Linked DNA regions of Mus musculus: regions 1, 2 and 4 are each linked to region 3. The links are chromatin contacts, called in public ChIA-PET, HiChIP or PLAC-seq and promoter capture Hi-C maps. All regions are on one chromosome and are shown on one strand. Each heading gives the region's core, a stretch centred on a gene start, on an enhancer-like site or on the middle of the called end of the contact. The rest is flanking DNA. Distances are from core to core; before and after follow the strand shown. Region 1 overlaps Rad51b (RAD51 paralog B). Region 2 holds the start of Rdh12 (retinol dehydrogenase 12). Region 3 overlaps Actn1 (actinin, alpha 1). Region 4 overlaps Rad51b (RAD51 paralog B).

Evidence for each region. Promoter capture Hi-C pulls out the DNA fragments that hold promoters and counts their contacts. ChIA-PET counts read pairs in DNA pulled down with a chosen protein or histone mark. HiChIP or PLAC-seq counts read pairs in DNA pulled down with a chosen protein or histone mark.
Region 1: a contact with region 3 is called in an H3K27ac HiChIP or PLAC-seq map of differentiating embryonic stem cells, with 9 times the contacts expected there. The contact joins two enhancer-like sites. A contact is called at or near these places in 1 of 39 promoter capture datasets (the C10 cell line), 1 of 15 datasets of contacts at CTCF or cohesin (large pre-B cells), 7 of 484 Hi-C or Micro-C datasets (B cells, bone marrow-derived macrophages, liver and 2 more), 4 of 115 datasets of contacts at active chromatin or transcription factors (differentiating embryonic stem cells, embryonic stem cells, extraembryonic endoderm stem cells and 1 more) and 1 of 9 other capture datasets (embryonic stem cells).
Region 2: a contact with region 3 is called in a promoter capture Hi-C map of liver, with 2.7 times the contacts expected there. The contact joins the promoter of Rdh12 here to the enhancer-like site in region 3. A contact is called at or near these places in 10 of 39 promoter capture datasets (the 3T3-L1 cell line, 3T3-L1-derived adipocytes, the C10 cell line and 6 more), 1 of 484 Hi-C or Micro-C datasets (B cells) and 1 of 115 datasets of contacts at active chromatin or transcription factors (large pre-B cells).
Region 4: a contact with region 3 is called in an RNA polymerase II ChIA-PET map of memory CD8 T cells, with 9 read pairs. The contact joins two enhancer-like sites. A contact is called at or near these places in 3 of 115 datasets of contacts at active chromatin or transcription factors (embryonic stem cells, memory CD8 T cells and pancreatic cancer cells).

Annotation. Positions count from the first base shown.
Region 1 is chr12:79,338,901-79,343,829 of GRCm38.p6, reverse strand. The region is part of intron 7 of Rad51b (RAD51 paralog B); the gene reads right to left. Among named protein-coding and RNA genes, the nearest start is that of Rad51b, 44 kb to the right of the region's middle. Within about 2 kb of position 2,674, at least 18 of the 459 cell types and tissues checked have an H3K27ac peak or open chromatin away from gene starts, as enhancers often do. A contact at or near this core is called in differentiating embryonic stem cells, where this site is marked.
Region 2 is chr12:79,206,578-79,211,533 of GRCm38.p6, reverse strand. It overlaps Rdh12 (retinol dehydrogenase 12), which reads right to left and starts at 2,621. Exons shown (of 7, transcript NM_030017.4): 1 at 2,426-2,621; 2 at 575-693; 3 at 1-146. The coding sequence starts at 2,493.
Region 3 is chr12:80,207,056-80,211,654 of GRCm38.p6, reverse strand. Actn1 (actinin, alpha 1) reads left to right here. Exons shown (of 21, transcript NM_134156.3): 2 at 2,182-2,296. Among named protein-coding and RNA genes, the nearest start is that of Actn1, 51 kb to the left of the region's middle. Within about 2 kb of position 2,949, at least 74 of the 459 cell types and tissues checked have an H3K27ac peak or open chromatin away from gene starts, as enhancers often do. A contact at or near this core is called in differentiating embryonic stem cells and memory CD8 T cells, where this site is marked.
Region 4 is chr12:79,440,305-79,444,743 of GRCm38.p6, reverse strand. The region is part of intron 7 of Rad51b (RAD51 paralog B); the gene reads right to left. Among named protein-coding and RNA genes, the nearest start is that of Rad51b, 150 kb to the right of the region's middle. Within about 2 kb of position 2,538, at least 57 of the 459 cell types and tissues checked have an H3K27ac peak or open chromatin away from gene starts, as enhancers often do. A contact at or near this core is called in memory CD8 T cells, where this site is marked.

The DNA.
Region 1 (4,929 bases), core at 1,425-3,924, 870 kb after region 3:
TTTAGACAACACAGCATTAGACTACAAATACACAGAGGATAAGGATTTCCATCTGTTGGATGACTAAGTGAACAAACAAAGGCATTACTAAATGAGTACTTAAATGAATATTATAAAGGGTGTGTTTGGATCAATATAAGACACAATTTGCTGACTAGAGAGATGGCTCAGTAGTTAAGAGCACTGGCTGCTCTTCCCTGAATCTAAATGGTGGCCCACAACTGTCCATTTCCTGAGGATCTGACCCCTCCTTAGGTACTATGCACACTCATGAAGTGTAAATATACATACATGCCTACAAAATACCCACACACATAAAATTTTTTTAAAAATCTCTAAAAAAGACAACTTGGAAAAAGTATGTTAGGACCACTTTATTGATGGTCTTAAAAGCAACTGAAAAGTTGGAGCTTTCGCTGATAAGCAGTGAAAACTGTCTTCATCCACAAAGACCGCTTTCTACTTCTCAAAATTGCTAAGGTTCACAAGGAACTTTCAGACATATGAACTACACACTGGTATTTACCACATTTGAAATAAAACAAATTTCCATTAAGTATCTACATACTTTTTTAAAGACATAGTCTTATATATCCCAGCCTGGTCCCACACTTCCTTTACAGCTTCAAACATCCTTGAATTTCAGATCCTCCTGTCTCCACCTCCCCAGAGAACTATAGGCTTGTGTGCTAGGCCCAGCCTGGGGTCTTTTTTATTTATATTATAATTCATTATTTATTTTATGATTCTACTTAAAACCTCACTAGACAATGATACATCTAATGCAAAGTTGTTTCTTGAATTTTATTGTTGTGTATGTGTGTTTATCTGTGTCTGTGTACAAACATGGACATGCAGGTGCCTTGGAGGACAGACGGTATCAGATCCCTGCAGCCGGAGTTACAGGTGATTATATGCCACGTGATGTAGGTGCTAGGAACTAAACTCAGTTTCGCTAGAAGAGCAGCCCACACTCTTAACTACTGAGCCATTTCTTCAGGCCACAAAATACATTTTTAATAGAAATGTCTGCAAACCATAGCAGACAACAACTAACTATGCTTCCATGTTTATGTCTGCAGCCTGTCACGTGGTCTTGCTTTGGCTAATGTCTCTGAAGATAATATGACTGTCTACAATTGGAAAATGTGTTTTAGTGGTTTTTTTCATATAACTGGAGAAATGTTCACTTGAAAATATACCAACCCATAAGAAGCGCTAAATTTTAAAAAGAAGTTACCATACAAACTCGGCAGAGAAATGAATTTCTTTTGTTCTACTATTTTAAAATCTTCTATTCTACTTTGTATTCCAAAAAAAAAGATCTTTACCAATATGTTTTACAGTTCACACACCAATCATGTGAAAGATTAGCCATGCAGAGCTTCCTAATGTTCACAGGTCAATTATTACCAGTCTCATCAGAAATGTTTTTCAGTGTGAGTTTTCCAAATGATCACTTTTGTTTCAATATTTAAATGTTATTAGTAGCAATGACAGTTTTTCACTTGTTTCTTAAGAGGCAGGGGGAGAAATGTCTCTAGACATCAAAGTCTAAACAACCAGATTGCTTGCTAGCTATTTGTTTCCATATTAAAGCAGTATTATATAATACACAACTCACACAACAACAAAGGTGCCCTCAGAAACGTAAGAATGCCCACCTGCCTCGCAGACCCTGGGGGAGCTGAGCCAGCTGGGGACACATAGTTCCAGGTTCCTGAGTAGGGTGTTCTGTGTTACTTCATCTTCCCAGTCTCAATTTTATCTCGTCTAACGTGGGCAGGAGAGCTTCATTTTCACAGCCTCCATGGAAAAGTCTAGCACACAGGAAAACTAGCAAATTACAAGAATAAAAATCAATCGGCAGAGTCTCCCGTTCTTTACAAGTATTGCCTTTAAAGCTTACACTTGAGTGAATTCTCACTGCAAAACAACACAGACACGGTTTGCCATCTATTAATTACAACCTAACAGTCTACTCTGTGAACTCGATACTTGCATCAGCCTACCTAGCACTGTCAAGATCTCCAAGTGGATACACAAGCAAGAAAACTTTTAAACACAGTTTGCTTTTGAACTATGGCATTTACGTAGTAAAGAAAAGAAGAAAAGCTAGCTACCATTCCTAGACTGCAGGTAGACTTAATTTGCCCCTGCTGTTAGTGGACAAAGACACAGCAGGGGGCTGAAAGTCTGTAACAGAGATGCCCAAGTCAGCAGCTTTTCTAGTCACCAGAGTTGGTCCCTAGAGAGTCATGATTCTACAAGAGAAGTGCAGTTCAGAACCCTGTCTACCTGAAGGAGGAGCAGAGCTGGGAGACACGGATAGGAGCAATCCTTAGGGAGGTAAAATGTGACTCTCTAAGCTGTCTTGTAACCAGTGGGGCTATGCTCATAGCCTGACCTGCCAAAAACAACATTAAAGTCCTTTTGACCACAGTTGTAAAGACTCTAGTTTTATGTTTCAACCGAAAATAACGATTAACAAATTTAAAGCCAACGGTAATTCAGAGTACAATAAAAGTATGTTTATATAATGATTCAATAAATGATGTTTCTATGGCAGAAGAAATAGTGCCTCCCTGCTTCTTTACGGCATGCATGGGAAGGGCAGCACCCCCTCAGAGGAAGGCGGTCTAGATTGTTAGAGGATTGTGATGGCTAGGTGTTTTTTCTTTCTTTTCTTTTTGGAGATAGAGTCTCTCTATGTAGCCCTAGCTATCCTGGAACTTGCTATGTAGACCACCGGACAGCCTTGAACTCACAGAGATCTGCTCATCTCTGCCTCCAAAGCAGAAATTAAAGGCTTGTGCCACTGGGGCCAGCTCGTTTTTAACCATCAACTTTCCACAACCTAGAGTCATCTAAGAGCCTCAACTGAGGAACTGTGTAAATCAGGTTGGCTAGCGACATGTCTGGGGTGGACGCCTGGATTGTTCACCGATACAAGAGGACCCAGCCTGATGTGGGCAGCACCATTTCCCAGGCTGGGCTTGAACTGTATTACAGAGAGAAAGCTAGCTGAGCACAGGCAGGCCGGCAGCAGTAAGGATGTGTGCACTCTCCCTGATGTGCTGTGACTAGCAGTTTGAGTTCCTCGCCTTGGCTTCCCTCCAGTGGTGCTTATAACCCAGAATATAAGCCAAGCAAGCACTCTGCTCCCCTGTGTATCTTTTGGTCACAATATTTTATCACAGCAACAGAAATGAAACTAGAACAGGATGTTTCCAGCCGCAAGTAAATAAAGCCCGAGCTGAGGGGACTTGAACACCACCTCTGAAGCTTTTATGCATCCAAAGACTCTGATTTAGTAGGACAAAGGGAGGGCCTGAAATTCCAACAGGCAAAGGGGATGCTTCTGCCAGTCTATAGACCACAATGTCAATCCCAAGAACTGAACCACAAGAAAATACACAGATCAATGTAAATATAGGGGCTGGACACATGGCTCAGAGGTTAAGAGCACTTACTCCGTTATGAGAGGGCCGGAGTTCAGATTCCAGCACCCACATCAGGCAGTTCACAAATGCCTGAAATCCCAATACAATGTCCCCTACAGGCCCCTAGAGGCACCAGCATACACACACACACACACACACACACAGATAGATGATAGATAGATAGATAGATAGATAGATAGATAGATAATTCTTTTAAATTTTCTTTTAAAAATGTATATGCAAAACCAGAAATAAGACTTTTCACTAAGGTCAGCAAGGATTTAGTGGTCACATACCCTTAGACATGTTCTAGGAAAGAAAGTAGTGTTCATCAGATTTCAGTCAAGAACGAGAAAAATTACCAGAAGCTTTAAAAAATTTCTCGCACCCTGGAATTAGATCATCAGCTCCTGAGTGAACTGTTGGTCGGTAAGAGCAGCAAGGTGATCTTTGGACAAATCAGCTCAACGTGAACATGGGATAAGCTTCCCTGACACAAGCTGGAAAGTGCACAAAAGACAAAGGACAAAGAAGAACAAGTCACGAGTCCGTTAACAAGGAGCACAGAACAGATGCTGCACAAGGCACTTGCCAGACATTTGCAGAGATAAACACCGGTTCGGGCTAATTAAAAATCGCAGAGTACTCTATAAACATAAATGTTAAATATTTATTTTTAAATAACCACACTGAGTTATTACTAGATGGCAACCTTACTCAGTCTTCACAGAAAGAAAGCCTATTACAGCCTTCAAATATGACACTAGAAATCATTCATAACTATTACTTACAAGTTGTTTTTTAGAAATATTAATACTAGTCATAAAACACTTCAAAACTGAATAAAATTCATTAAGTACATTCTCTAAGTTTAGGAAAGTCTAATCCATCATTCAAGTAACTAAAGCTAAAACCAGCCCATACTAGTCTATTGCCATCTTAAAAAAAAAAAATCTGAGGCAAGGTATCTTTTTAAAGAAAATAAATAGTTCCAAGAATGATGGCTCATGACTCTAATTCCAGACATCAGGATCCAGGGGCAGGAAGACTGCCACAAACCTGAAGACAGCTTAGCCTACATAGTGAGTTCTAGGCCAGCCAGGGCTACACAGTGAAACCTGCCTCAAAAACAGAATGAAAAAGAGTGGGGGAGAAGGCTCAGAGGTGAGAGCACTTGTTCTTCCAGGAGACCCGAGTTCAGGTCCCGGGACTGGGGCAGCTCATATTCCCTGTGACCTAAAGATGGTCTAGCACCCTCTTCTGACCTCCACAGAAAGAAGCAAAGAAAGGAAGAGAAGAAAGAAGATGTTGTTGGCTCACAGAACTAGACATGCAAGGGCATCATATCAGCAGCTGCTCAGCGCTGAGCCTTGGTGAAGCTTTACAGCAGATGTTACCACAGTGCAGGTGTATGTGAGAGGCAGAGATCACACGGCCGGCCAAGATGTCAGAGAACAAGGCAGAGGCTCGTCTTACTCTTACAACT
Region 2 (4,956 bases), core at 1,372-3,871, 1.0 Mb after region 3:
GCGTTCAGCAAAGGCTCGGATGGATTTGGTGTCAGACAGGTCCAATTTCCGCACTAGCACCTGGGAGTTCTTGGTATCTGCTCGGATTTCACTAGCAGCAGACTCTCCCTTCAGCACATCTCGGCAAGCAATGTATACTCGTGCTCCTGGGACCAAAGTAAACAGGGCAATGTGTGTAGAAGTACAGGAAGTGAGCTAGGGCTGATAGGTAGAGCATACTCAAAGCTGTCCCTACAGCAGTGAAGTGGCCATATTGCCACTTCCAAATTCTCCCAGTGGGGCCAAGAACCCTCTATTTAATTCTGCTTAGTAGCTACCTTACAATAACTGACTTAACTAATATTACACTGAGACATTATTCTCCTTACTTTCTGAAATTGGAAAGATGCAGGAGGGAAAGGAACTATGCTGAAAGTCAGAATAAATTAGTTGGACTTGGATTGGGCTTGGATTCCAGTTTCCCTGAATTCCCTTCAGAGCCTTCAAGGCCAGGAAGAAAGAAGGAAATCCAGGCAGAACCTGAGTGAAGAGAGCAGAAAGTGTGGCCCCGCAGAGACCGAAGGAAAGGACTCACCTCTTCGAGCAAGCTCTCTGGCTGTCTCCTTGCCAATGCCTGTGTTGGCACCTGTGATGACCACTACCTTCCCTGGGATCTGGACATTTGTTGTACAAACTCCACCAGCAAAGAACTTCCTGTCGCCAAAGGAAGGAAAATCATCCACCATTTCCCCAAAGTCACGCTGAGATGCATTAAAGAAAAAGGCCACATAAACCCAAAGAGGGAGGCCTTTAACTTGGAGTTATAAATAAGACTTTATCATCGTTAGAAATTAATTTGCATGGACCACTTTTTGGTTGGGCAAGGTAGTGGCCAGCTCATAGACAAGAATTGAAAGGTCATGTGTCCAGAAGCTAAAAATAGTCACCTGAGCAAGCAGAGAAAATGCTCCTGAGCCAGGGCCAATGGAGACATTCCTTGTCAGATAAAAACGCTATCAGTCTAATCTCTAGACTTCCACGGGTCAGCTTCCTCCTCTGACCCACATTGGAATCACATGGGTGATACACATTAGAGGACTCAATGGTCCTGAGCCCTATGGCTCCAATAGTTACTATAGGAACTAGCAGATAGCATCTGGGTTGACACATTAACTACTTCCCTCTCAGTTGTCTTTTTTGTTTAGAGAGAGAGCATCCTGAGTGACTTTCTGGCACTTTATTATGGATTTTATTTAGGCCATTGGCACACAGAGAAAGCTTTCTTGTTGAAAACAAGACCAGAGAGTCTAGAATACTTCCTGAACATCACTGGATGGCAGACACTGAGCTAGACACTTTCTATACACTGTCTTTTCTTGATATTTTCTACATGCACTGTCTAGCCTAGGCTAGACTTTCTACACCCAATATTTAGACTAGGCTAGACACTTTTCTACACTCATGAGGTCTATCCCAGGCTTGATTTTCTATACATTTTCTGTCTAGGTTTAAACACTTTCTGCACCCAGTCTACCTCCATGCTAAATAGTTTCTGCACTCACTATCTTTCCACATTTTCCATACATATTATCTTTCCATATGCCATTTATATTAATTTCCCCTGCCATTTCAGTATTACTTCTATATTACAAAAACAAACACACACAAGCAAACAAAAAAAACCTCTGAAGCCCAAAGATGTTTAAGTCATTTCTAAGGGTGGCCGGGACCAAGTATGACACTTTGACACTCTGTCCTCAGTATGCCTATCTAACCTTCCTTTGGGGTGGGGGTGGGGTCAGGTCAGGGGGCAAAGGTTCAAGACAGGGTCTCTCTGTATAGCCCTGGCTGCCCTGGAACTCGCTCTGTAGATCAGTCTGTCCTCTAATTCAGAGTTCTTTCTGCTTCTGCTTCCTGAGTGCTCGGATTAAAGGCACGTACAACCACACCTGGCTCCTAACCTTTCTAATCATCAACAAAATTTAAAGCCCCCACATAGAATAGCCATTTCTTGGCACCTCCACAAATCCCCAGTGAATCATTTCCAAAACACTTCTTGAGAGAAGTATCAAGGGAAGAGAGTTTGCTTCCTTTCCAGAGTGCCTAAGACTTGACAAGGAGTCCCTTAACGATGAAGTCCCCATGACACTCACCTCATCTAGGGACAGAAAAGAAAAGGAAAGTGTCAGAGAAACCTAAAGGAATCAGAGGAAAGTGCCACAGGACTCATCTACTCCGCCTTCCTCCTTCCTCGGCATCCGAATTCAAATCAGCCCCACCTCCTCCCACCCAGGTGCTTCCTTCTCGTTTTCTGCAGAGGCATCCAGAACCCCTCCTTTCCTGTTTTTAATGTACTAATCTCGCCTCCGCCACCTTCCCTCCTTCTTCTTTTAGAAGTCAAAACCATCTTCGTAAAGTATCTTTGAGTTGCTGGATTAAAACAAACCTGATGGATGGAGCTGTCAGATACAAGATGGAGAGGAAGGACGTAAGCAGTACCAAGATAAACAGCATCTTGTCAACTTTCTTAGTTGCTGCTTCCCACCCTCAACCTAGCCCGAGGATCCTTCTCTGGCTCCAATTCCTGGCAGCTTCTGTTGGTTCTTGGTTCCTCTCACTCTGGGACACTCAGCAACTGGCTGGCTTAAGCAATGCCCAGAATCTTACTTAAATCCGAGAGCCGCCAGAGCACAGCCTCCTGGGAGTTGTAGTCCTAGAGGGGTGGGGCTTAAGGAAAGATTAGGGCTTCACCTTATATTGGCAGTGAGAATTTGGCAATACTGGAGTTCCTCCTCAACACGCTATTTTCAAGATAGAATATGTTACACATTATCAGCAGGCTTCAAAAAAGCCAGGCATAGTGACAACGTCTTATAATCAACGTATTTGGCAGGCTGAAGCAGATGATCACTTGAGTCTGTAGTTCAAGACTGGCCTAAACAACATAATAAACTGTGTCAAAACAAAACCAAACCAAAAAAAACAAAACAAAGAAAAAAGCAAGCATGCGAACAAACAAAAAAAAAATCCTCCAAGTCCTAATGATGCTTGAAATATGTGTGATTAAAAATGGAAGAGAGATAGTAAGAAGGATGGCTAAGTAGGTCAAAGCACTTTCCATGTGAGCTTGTTGGTATGTGTCCAATCCCCAGGATCCATGTAGAAGTCAGATGTGGCAGCTCAGGCCAGAAGAGTGGCTGCCGTCTGTAACCACAGTAGTCCTACTTCAAAATGGAAACTGGAGCTCAAAGGCCAGGTAGCCTCGAGGAAGTGGAACTGCAGGATCAAGAGGTAGGTACGCACAAACCTTGCTTCGAAGACAAAGTAAAAGGAGTGACCTGACTTTTGAAAACTTGTTCTCTAATCTCCATATGCATGTCCCTACAAACCCCAAAGTAAATTAACAGGGCAGGGAAAGTGGCTCAGCAGGTATCAGCAATAGCAAACAGGCACAGTGACCTGAGTTTGGTTCCCAGGTCCCACAGCCAACTCTCCAAGTGACACTGTGACCTCCACACATGCTGAAGCCTGTGCATTCCTGCACTCTCATGTATATATAACCAATTAAATAAGTAAAAGTTAAAAATAAATAAATGGAAGAAATAGGGAGTGGCTGAAGGTCCTGTGGGGCTGGCAATGTGCTGGTCTTTGATCTTCGTGCTAGTACACAGGTGTGCTTACTGTGAACAATCACTGAGTTGGGCGCTTTTGATTTGGGCATTTTGTGTGTGTTCTTTACATTACACTTCAGTGAAGTTGACACACCCAACGACATGTCAAGCAAGAGTAGAGTGTTTAAGTATTCTCGAGCTAGACTCAAATTCCTGACTCAAATCCCAGCTCAGCATCCTTCAAGCTTCAAGGTCCTGGGCAAGTTATTGAGTCTTTCTGCTGCCTCAGTTTACTTGATTATCCAATGGGAGTGATTATCAGTTGCAAGTCTCCACATGGCCACTCGGGCCACTCACCTCAGATGATTCTCAGGTCAGGTGGACTCAGGGGAGGACACAGCAGTGGGACAGCAGCTTTGTAAAACAGAGATGAGGGGCTACTCTCTGATTTGACCTTTGGTGGTGGTTTGTCAAGTGGAGTCACACAGCTGTGGCCGATGTCACCATGGTCTAGAACATTCTGTAAGAACAGAGCCTACAGAATAAGAGCAAGTGTGAAAACTGTAAATGCCTCTTCCTCTTCTTCCACTCCTCCGCTTCCCCCTCTTTTCATCTTCCAATGACATATCCTGGCATCCAGATGAGAAAAGTAGGAGCCTAGCATGGCCCCCAGTGGTTTCCCCAAAAGATCTTTTGTACAATAATGTGTCCATTTCTAGTCAGGAGCCGTTTGCTGCCACACTCAAAACTGTCCCAGAATGAAAGAATGTTTTTTTGTTTTTGGTGGTGGTGGTGGCAGTAGTGGGTTTTTGTTTGTTTGTGTTGGGTAGGGGAAAGGTTTGAGTCAGGGTCTTACCATATAGCCCTGGTTAGTCTGGTACTAGACCAGGCTGATGTCATATTCATAGAACTCAGCCTGCCTCTACCTCCCAAGTGTAGGATTAAAGGTATGTTATGCCATCAGACCTGCTTGTATCTTGTTTATTCAATAGTAAGTCTTTGTTTCTCTTTTTTCTTTTCATCTTTTTAAATTTTATTTTAAATTATGTATAGAGAAGATATACCCACGAATGCAGGTGTCCGCAGATGCCTTTGGATCTCTCTGGTACAGGAGTTATTTACAGTGGTGAGCCACCCAGTGTGGGTGCTGGGAGTTAAATCAGGGTCTCCTGTAATAGCAGTGCTCTTAACCACCACTGAGCCATCTTTCCAGCCTCTCTTCTTGATCTTAAAGGGTAAAATATCTCATCAACTTTCTAAAATAAAAAAATTGTTTGCTTTGAGGGCAAACTGTGATTGACTTCCTCCTATAGCATACCTGTAACCTGTAGCAGTTGTCATTTGGGGATTATAAAATGGTAAAGGA
Region 3 (4,599 bases), core at 1,700-4,199:
AGCACACATTGGCACCAGTCCCAAAGGTCCCTCAGGAGCACCTGAAAAGGTGGGGCCTTGGGTAGCTTTGTGGCTGGAGGCAGGGAGGAGAGAGAGAGAGAGAGAGAGAGAGAGAGAGAGAGAGAGAGAGAGAGAGAGAGAGAGAGAGGGAGGGAGAGGGAGAGAGAGAGAGAGAGAGAGAGCCCAGAGTGGAGCCAGCCCTCCTCCCCAGCCCTGTCATGGTTTGTGGTGGTGGTGGTGGTGGTATCTTTTTCCTTCTTACTGTTAATGGCACCCTCACTACGTGGCAGGCACTTTGTAAGTTGGTTTTTAAACCCTGTGGACTTGGAAGTACCTTGCAATCCCTATTTTACTGCCAAGGGAGCTGGAGTTCCGAGAACAGTGGATTCAGATCTGGTTCACAGGAGAGTGCATTCTTAACATTGTATTACTCCACACCCCCCATGCCTGGGCTTTATGGCTACTGCTTGTAGGGTTCTTTAATACTTTGGATGGGTTCAGAGCACTGAGCCTTGAGGCTCTGGGGACTAGGGCTTTTATTGACTCTTCCTTGCAAAGCTTATTAGCCCCAGAGCTTTGTCCTGGAGACCTGAACAAACACAGGTGTTGTTTTGGCCACCACAGCTTCCCCAGGAAGTGGGGTTTGATAGCTCCTTTCTACAGCCCTTCGCCTTTCACAAGCCATCGTCTTCTTACAACAGCCCCTTCCTCCCTCAGTTCCTCCCCCCTCTTCAAGACTCACAGGCCTCAGCTGGGCAACTCCAGTTTGTCTTCCAGTTGCTAGCACTGGCCAGTTTCCCTGGAAGCTTTGGGAAGCCTTTGGCTGAGGGTTGAAGGGGCTAAAGGTTGGAGGATGGGTCTGGACGGGGCTTAAGAACAAGGGGTTGGCAGAGGCAGGCAGATTTCTGAGTTCAAAGCCAGCCTGGTCTACAAAGTGAGCTCCAGGACAGCCAGGGCTATACAGAGAAACCCTGTCTCAAAAAACAAGACAAAACAAAACAAAACAAAAGAACAAGGGGTTGGGAGGTGGTGATCGTGGAATAAGACACTCCCATCCCTGGCCCCAGAGAATGTGCAGTGTGGTGGCTCGGGTCCAAAGTGAAGTATGGACAGGTGGCAGTTGGGAGAGATTGTGTAGAAACAGAGTAACTGTACTTACTTTAAAGATCTACACATTCTGTGTAATATTTGAAATGTAACTCTGCGGGGGTGGGGAGACACCTGGCGGGCCCATGCCAAGATGCCCTCCTGAGAAATCACAACATGCAACAAACCTAATATAAGGGAGGCTTGGGAGAAGGAAAGGAAGAGAAGGGGTAGAGGCAGACAGACAGGAGCAGAGCCAATGGGGCAGATAATGGGGGACAAAGAACAGATGGGGGCGGGGGGGGGGACAGAGACAGGAAGACTGGCTGGGAACAGAAAAAGAAAAACATCTGGGCTGGTGAGCAGTCTTTTCATTCTCACCCATGCCTGGCAGCAGCAGGTAAAGACGGCAGGTGATGATGTAAGCTGATGATGTAAGCCAATGACATAAGCTTGCTAGGTTCCTGGGAGGAGCCTAGCGGAAGTTCCTGTAAGCCAACATTCCTCCTTTCTTATTTAATTAAAAATGAGTAGCTAGGAGGGGGTAACGGTGGGGCAGGAGTGAGGTTGTCCTGTTCTCTAGATTACTTCCTGATGACTGGGGGTGACAATGGCTTTGGGGACCCTAAGAAAATTGGAGTGCTGGCTGCTTCACTGCTGTTCAGGATCCATGAGAATATCTGCAGCTGGGAAAGTGCAGGCCCCGTTGAAGTATCTGCCAGGGTAGACTGAGCACCTGTGAGTAGCTGCCCTGGAGCCGTCCTGGATGCAGATGCTGAGTAAACACCTGGACCTGGCAGGACGATGGGGCAGACATATATACTAAGGGCAGAGGATAAGTTAATGTGACCATATGGAACAACCACACTAAGAGTGACTATGGATTCTGCTGAGTGGGTGGCCACCTTCCCTGGTCCCTTCACGTGGCTTATACGCTGAGGATGGCCCAAGCCTGTTGAAGGCCTTTCGTAGAACAACTGTTAAGAAAGTGTGGGGCGAGGACCCTGGAAGCCACTGAGGCCTGGGGTGCGTGCCTCAGAGACTACGGTGGCCCATGAGGAGACTGACCATCTGCCTGTCTTCCCTTTGTATTAGACGTTCACAGCCTGGTGCAACTCCCACCTGCGCAAAGCGGGGACACAGATCGAGAACATCGAAGAGGACTTCCGAGATGGCCTGAAGCTCATGCTGCTCCTGGAGGTCATCTCAGGTGAGCCGGCCCCAGCCCAGGACCCGGTGGTATCTCTGGGTTCTGTCCACGTTCACACTGGCCTCCCTGGGCACCAGGCACACATGTGGTGCATTCGCATACATGCAAGCAAAATTCTCATATAATAAAAAATACAAAAAAAAAGAGAATTAATTAAGATCATAACTTCTAATTAAGAAACATCATCACGATTAATAAAGTAGCACACACCACTTACTCTCATTCCTTGGAGGGATTACCCTAATGACCTTAGCCCTGTCTTATGACTTGGAGAATCACCATGCTGCAGCCAGCCAAGCTTCCAGGACCTGAACCACTAGGGGACAAACCACATCCAAATAATAGCATTGTGCATGTCCTCTTGGGTGCTCAAAGCAGTAGCTGGCCCTCTGTTTTTGCTGCACACTTCATCTTATCTTAAACCAAGCCTGGGACCACAGACTGCTCTGCTCTACCTTTCTTTCCAACTTGACGTTTGCATTCTTGGCTGTCTGTTTCCTTCTTTCATGATCCCCTTCGAGCCTTTTGTCCTGTGGGCTTCTGGTGACTCCCACCTAGAGGAAACCTTGGGAAGGCCGGGAAGGCCTTAGGTTCTGTCTCCTCCCTGTCTCCTCCTCCCTGAAGTCCCGCTTTGTGAAGCCGCCCCAGGCCTAAGATCCTCTGACAGCCCAAATATGGTCACGTTGTTCCCTCGCTTGGAAGGCTTTTGTGCCTCCCCGAGGGCTTCCAGTCTGGGCCTCGCATTCCTTTGCAGAGCCCTTAGGATCATTTGAGAGCTGGCACCTGCTTTGTTTCCAACCGACTCTTCCCAAAAAGGTAGCGGACCTCAGGCCCTCTGCCACGGCTCCCCAGATGACATGCCATCCTGTTCCCTGTGTTTGCGTGACTTCGACAGATTCAGTTCTTTAAAAACAACTTTTCATATTTCCTTTAAAGTGAAACCTGAGCAGGGCAAAATATACACAATGGAAAACATAATCATTTTGGCTTTTTTTTTAAAGGGGAGGGATTATTTATTTTGGCTCGTGGCTTCACACGCGTCAGCCTGTTGTGGCAGGGAGGATGTGGTAGAGCGGCTCAGTGGGCATCATGACAGCAAGAGGCCAAGAAACGGGTGTGTGAAGAGGCCAGAGAGGTCCCCCCCCCCCGCCCCCGGTGATATTCTTCCTCCAAGAGCCCTGCCTTTTGCCTTCACTGACTTTTAATGATGCCATCATATTATGAATCTGTCAAGGCATTAACCTGTTGATTGGGTCGGATCCCTAATGATGTAATTATCTCTGAGAACACCCAGGCTTGTACTTGACTAATCTTGGCATCTCTTAATCCATTCAAGTCAACACTTAAGACTGAGCATCACAGGCTGCCTCTTGTCAACTTGATACCGGAACACGTCACTTTAAATCATAACATTCTACCCCTGGACCCCAGAAGACTGCATTCAATTTATCTCCATGAGTTCCCATGGACTTGGCAATTCCAACATTGTTCAGAAATCTAAGCCCAGAGTCTCTACTGAGACTCAAGGCAATCCCTTAGTTGTGAACCCCTGCAATAAATACCTCTAACATACCGTGGCACTAATGAGAGAGCTGGGGGCATAAGAAGGGAGAATAGTACTGAAATAAGACCAGAACTCAGCCTGGCGTGGTGGTGCACGTCTTTAATCCCAGCACTCGGGAGGCAGAGGCAGGCAGATTTCTGAGTTCAAGGCCAGCCTGGTCTACAAAGTGAGTTCCAGGATAGCCAGGGCTATAACCTGTCTCAAAAAACAAACAAACAAACAAACAAACAAACCCCCAAAACAAAAAACAAAACAGAACTCAAGAGTGAAGATTGTAGCCGGCACAACCATGTCCAATCCTGGGGAGGTATGGTGGTATGATGTGAGCTTCAGTGGTCTTGGGTAGCCCTTCCTTCCTCGTGGTTTTTCTCTTGTGTTGGCTGCATCCACTGCCTGAGGCTTTCATTAGCAGACATTCCATATTCCCAGCATGTTCAGCATCCGTGGGGTTTCCATTATAGCGTAGGCTTCACCCCAACAGAGCTCTTTGTAGGTAATTCAACCGTGTTATACATTTCCCTGCCTCCCGGGCCTTCCTTTGAAATCAGGATAGACACTGCCATAGCTCTATAACTCTTGAATTCTGCACGCCTACAAAACCAGCATCATAAGGATGGAGCCAAGCTTTCTGCACATCCCCCTGTCCGACCCTGCAGTGGCTTCTGAGTGCCTGGATGCTGGACATAGGAAAGATGCTTTCTGGAGCTGTCTCTTCTCAAAGGAAAACTTCTTTTTTTTC
Region 4 (4,439 bases), core at 1,289-3,788, 770 kb after region 3:
ATGACTTTGGATATAAATGTATTACAGATTAGCATATTTCTATTAAATTTCACTATTGCTCTTTGACTTAGGAAATTCTCTATTAACAACTGTATCTGACTGACTGGAGTATTTTCTAGTTTTTTTCCTACTGATATAGGTGTTATAAGCAGAATTTTCAACAGAAATTCAATACTTACATGGTGGCTCACAATCAACTGTACGTTCAGCCCGAGAGGATCTAACACTCTCTTTTGACCTCCAGGGGCACTGCTCACACATGGCGCACCAACATGTATACAATAAAAAAATCCACGGACATTAAACTAAAGGAAAAAGCTTTAAAATAAAGCACATGTTCTCAAAGCCGACAAGTATCAAGGGGGTCAAGGCTGACGAAGTTTGAGGGAATAGCAAAGGCTTCTCCATCAAACCAAAACTGAGGCAAATGCCGCACCACATGGACTAACAATGTAAACAGAGGAGAGTGTTCCTGGAAGAGTAGAAGGTAAACTGGAAAAGAAAAAAACAGAAAGAACTGAACAGAAAAAAAGGAAGAGAGGAGTTCTCTTTAATAATATTAACATTTCAAAATAAGTAAAAAGACTTCATTCCAATAAAGTCAGACACAAGGCATTAATAGGAACTATTTTCTGACTACTTATCCCCCAACACACATTACCCCCACACACACTTTCACCACACACACACACACTTTCAGTTTACTGTAACTCTTGATGAAAAATGAATTTCACGACATTAAGGCCCCATAACCATACGCACTAATAAATCAGACTTCAACAAATTTGAAGCCTGGTGCTCTTCAACAAATGCCATGAAGAAACTGAAGGTACACTGGATAAAAGAAGGCATCATGAGTGATATCTAGGGATGATTTCAAATATGATAACCCAAGCCAGCCAAAGCTTTGGAACTTCACACCAAAAAGCCTAAAAGGTCTTACATACAGAAAAAGGTTGTTTCAATGTTATCAGTCAATAATAAAACACATGTTAAAACTCAATGAGATGTTGCTTTGCACACACTAGAATTAAAAAAAGATAAAAGAATGGCAACAGGGCGCACAGCATTAGTCAGCAACAGAGTGACCACTGCCAACAGCTCATCACTTGCTGGTAAATTGACTATAATTCACCATAGACCCAGCAACATACTTCCAAGTATTCACTGAAGCAATTAAAGCTTGCATTTATGAAAGACACTCACAAATTAAGAACCCTTTATCTGTAATTCCAAAATAAAGATGAGCAGAATGTCTGTTAGTACATAAGGCAATAAATGACAGCCTGTTTGTACAGAGTGTACTATGCAGGGATCTTTTTAAAAAGATGAACAAACAACTCAGACATGCCACAAATTATCCCCGAACAGAGCAGAAGCCAGACACAAAAGGATATATACCATTGAGTCCATTCACTTGGGATTCTAAAACTTACAAAACTATCCTCCTGTGATCAAGAAGGATCCTATTGTTGTCTGGGGACAGGGTGGGGACTGCATCACAGAGGCACAAGGACATTCTCTGACAAGATGGAGATGTTTTATAATTGACCACGGGGATGGTTATGAGACACACATTCTTCAGAGGTCAGTGGACTGCAGCCTGAGGCCTGAATTGTAATGTTCCATCCCAGCACTCCAAATTAAAAACAAAACAAAACAAAATCATGAAACCTTGATGAGTTCTCTTGGGAAAGTGTTATAAAGCAGCATTCTTGGCCCTTCCATGCTTTCCAAATTCCTGTCGTCACACGAGCTCTCTCTTTTACACAATTCCCGCCATTAAGGCAACTAGTCACACCTTGACACAGCCAGAGACATGCTCACCAGAGTCAAATCAGCAGGCCATCTGATCTCAGCTGCCAATCTCAAAACTGTTAGCTAAGTAAACTTCGTTTTTTTTTTAAACTTAGTACCAAGCCTCTGATATTCTGTTATTATAAAAGAAAACAGATCAATACAAGTCATGTACTTTTTATCACACTTAAGTTTAAAAAAAAAAATCCTGACCTGCTCCAATGATCTCACTGAGAGGCAAACACCCTCCCTTCAGCATACTGTGAGTAAAACTGAAGGCCACATAACAACATAGGCATAAAGTTTTTGCTGAAACCCAAACATAATAGTTCATGCCTCTAAATCTCAGTATTCAGGAGGCCGAGGCAGGAGGATTACAAGTTTAAGATTAGTGTGGGCTACACAGCAATGTCTTAAAAGACACATACACCTCTTGTTTAGTCCCACTGGTTTTCATACACACGTTTCCCTATGAGAGCCAGGGACGGTGAGTAGAATCCCAGCCCCTGAGGTGTAGGTTAGGAGGGTTACAAGTCTGAGGTCTGCTGAGCTACACGAGAGACAAGACTCTGTCTCAAAGCGGGGTGGGGGAAGAAAGAAAAAGAAAACTGAAAGTGATTTGGTTGACAAAAATCTAAAAGGAAATACTATTTTTAAGTTGAAAAGATAGTGGGTTTTCTTTGCATCATTTACTGATTTTAGAACAATGAATACAGCAACCACCAGTGACTCTACTCAATGAGAAAAGAACGCAGAGCACATCTGAGAGACTCTGAAAGGCCCTCGAGATTACACGGACAGTATATTCAGACTTCCTTCTCAAGTGGTTTTAAACGTGTTTGACATGTTTTATGTGTTGGATGAAAAATTTAAGGCTGCCCAACTTTTATAGCATGATTTTGATTTCAAGTCCCATCTCCTATATCCAAACTAATTTGTAAAACTTTTCAGGAAGTTATACACAACTTTAAACTTCATTAAAGCTGCAAGCGTATGTTTAAACGTCAGCGAATGGCATTGAAAGCATGTTTACTGAAGTTTCCATAAACACACTCTAGAACTCAGAAAGGCAGGTCTGCTGATTATGTTGGAAGAGTCAAAGGTCACCAATGATGGCTTACATCTTCTCTTGAAAGCCCTCCTCTTTCTTCCTCTGCTGTCTTTTAAAGAGTCATCTTATCTCTTGTGCTGTAAAATAAGTTTAAACAGTTCCCACCCAGATCTAGGGCCATTCAGTGTTCGTGGTTTTGAGCCTGCCCCACTCAAATTAATCAATATTTCCTCAGCAAACACTGGGATTTAGTACTGAGCTGAAAGGAAAATAAGAAAAGGCTTTGTTAATTGAAAGAAACGACAACCCTGGAAGCCACTTGGGTAATATTTTAAAGGCACTTTTGTAAGTCATTGAAGGTAGTCTCCAGCTCATATGCAGTCCTCTTCCACACAAGTCAAAGCTGATCTACAGGATCACCAGGGTCTGGTCAGAGTGATGGTGTGTAGCTTCCAAGATCTCTCGGCGTTTCGAGACTTCAGAGCCAGTGCCAGCATTGAGCAACAACATGACGCCATGACCCTCTATCTGCAGGGTTTTTAAGTCGTGGATGACCACAATACTTCACCTCACAACTCAGCAAAGACACAACCCCAGAAACACCTGACCAGAAACGTTAAGGCTCCTGAGTACTGACATCCTGTTTATTTAACATGTGAGATCACTCAAACGAGGGCCAAAAATCAAATCCTTCATTTTTAAAGATTCCTATATCTAGTGTAGCTTACTGATTTTTGGCTGTATTACATGTCTTCTCTTGATTAAATGATTCTGGGGATGAGAGAGTATTTACTTGTTTATTTACAAAAGAATGAGTGTTGGAGAAACCTGATAATTCTTGCTGATCTGCAGATAAATAGCATTAGTTTAAATTGTTTACTATTTACATTTTGGGAAAAATTCTTTAACCTTAAAGGCAAAATTGTCCTTAAAAGAGGATAAAATGTTTATGTATTCATATTTACTGTACTGGATATTTGACAAGAGTTTGATTTTGTTTTGTTTTGTTTTGTTTTGTTTTTTTAAACTGGGATTGAACCTAGGGCTCTACCACCAAGCTACATCTCAGCTGCAACCCCCCAACCCTCCCTTCCCCAACTTATTTTTATGTTGAGACAAGACTGTACTAAGGAGTCTTGAACTCAGAGTAGCCCAGGAAAGCTCTGAACTTGTGGTGCTCCTATCTCAGCCTCTCCAAGCTGGGGTTACAGATCTGAATCACCAATTGTGTTTTTAACATTAAGTATGAAGACGATATTACAGATCACTTAAGCCGGTGCCTCCATATGCAGAACAGCTCTTCTCACTTGACAGGAACATCTGTTCTTTCCTAACTTGTTGAGTTTAGAGGAATTTTAATAATTTACTGTTCTCACTGAGACCCGACCAATTCTCCTAATTTCTTGTAATGTATTTGGGGGTGGGGATAAGCTCAAGATTGGTGCTCGGTGTGGGAGTGTCACCTTTCCATGGTGTCCTGCACAGTGGAGCACTATTATTTTATAAAGAAGAATTGGAAAAAAGAAACCTCCCATGGATTTATAGGAAATAATTTAAAGATACATTATCAAGTAAAATCTCAGACTAACAC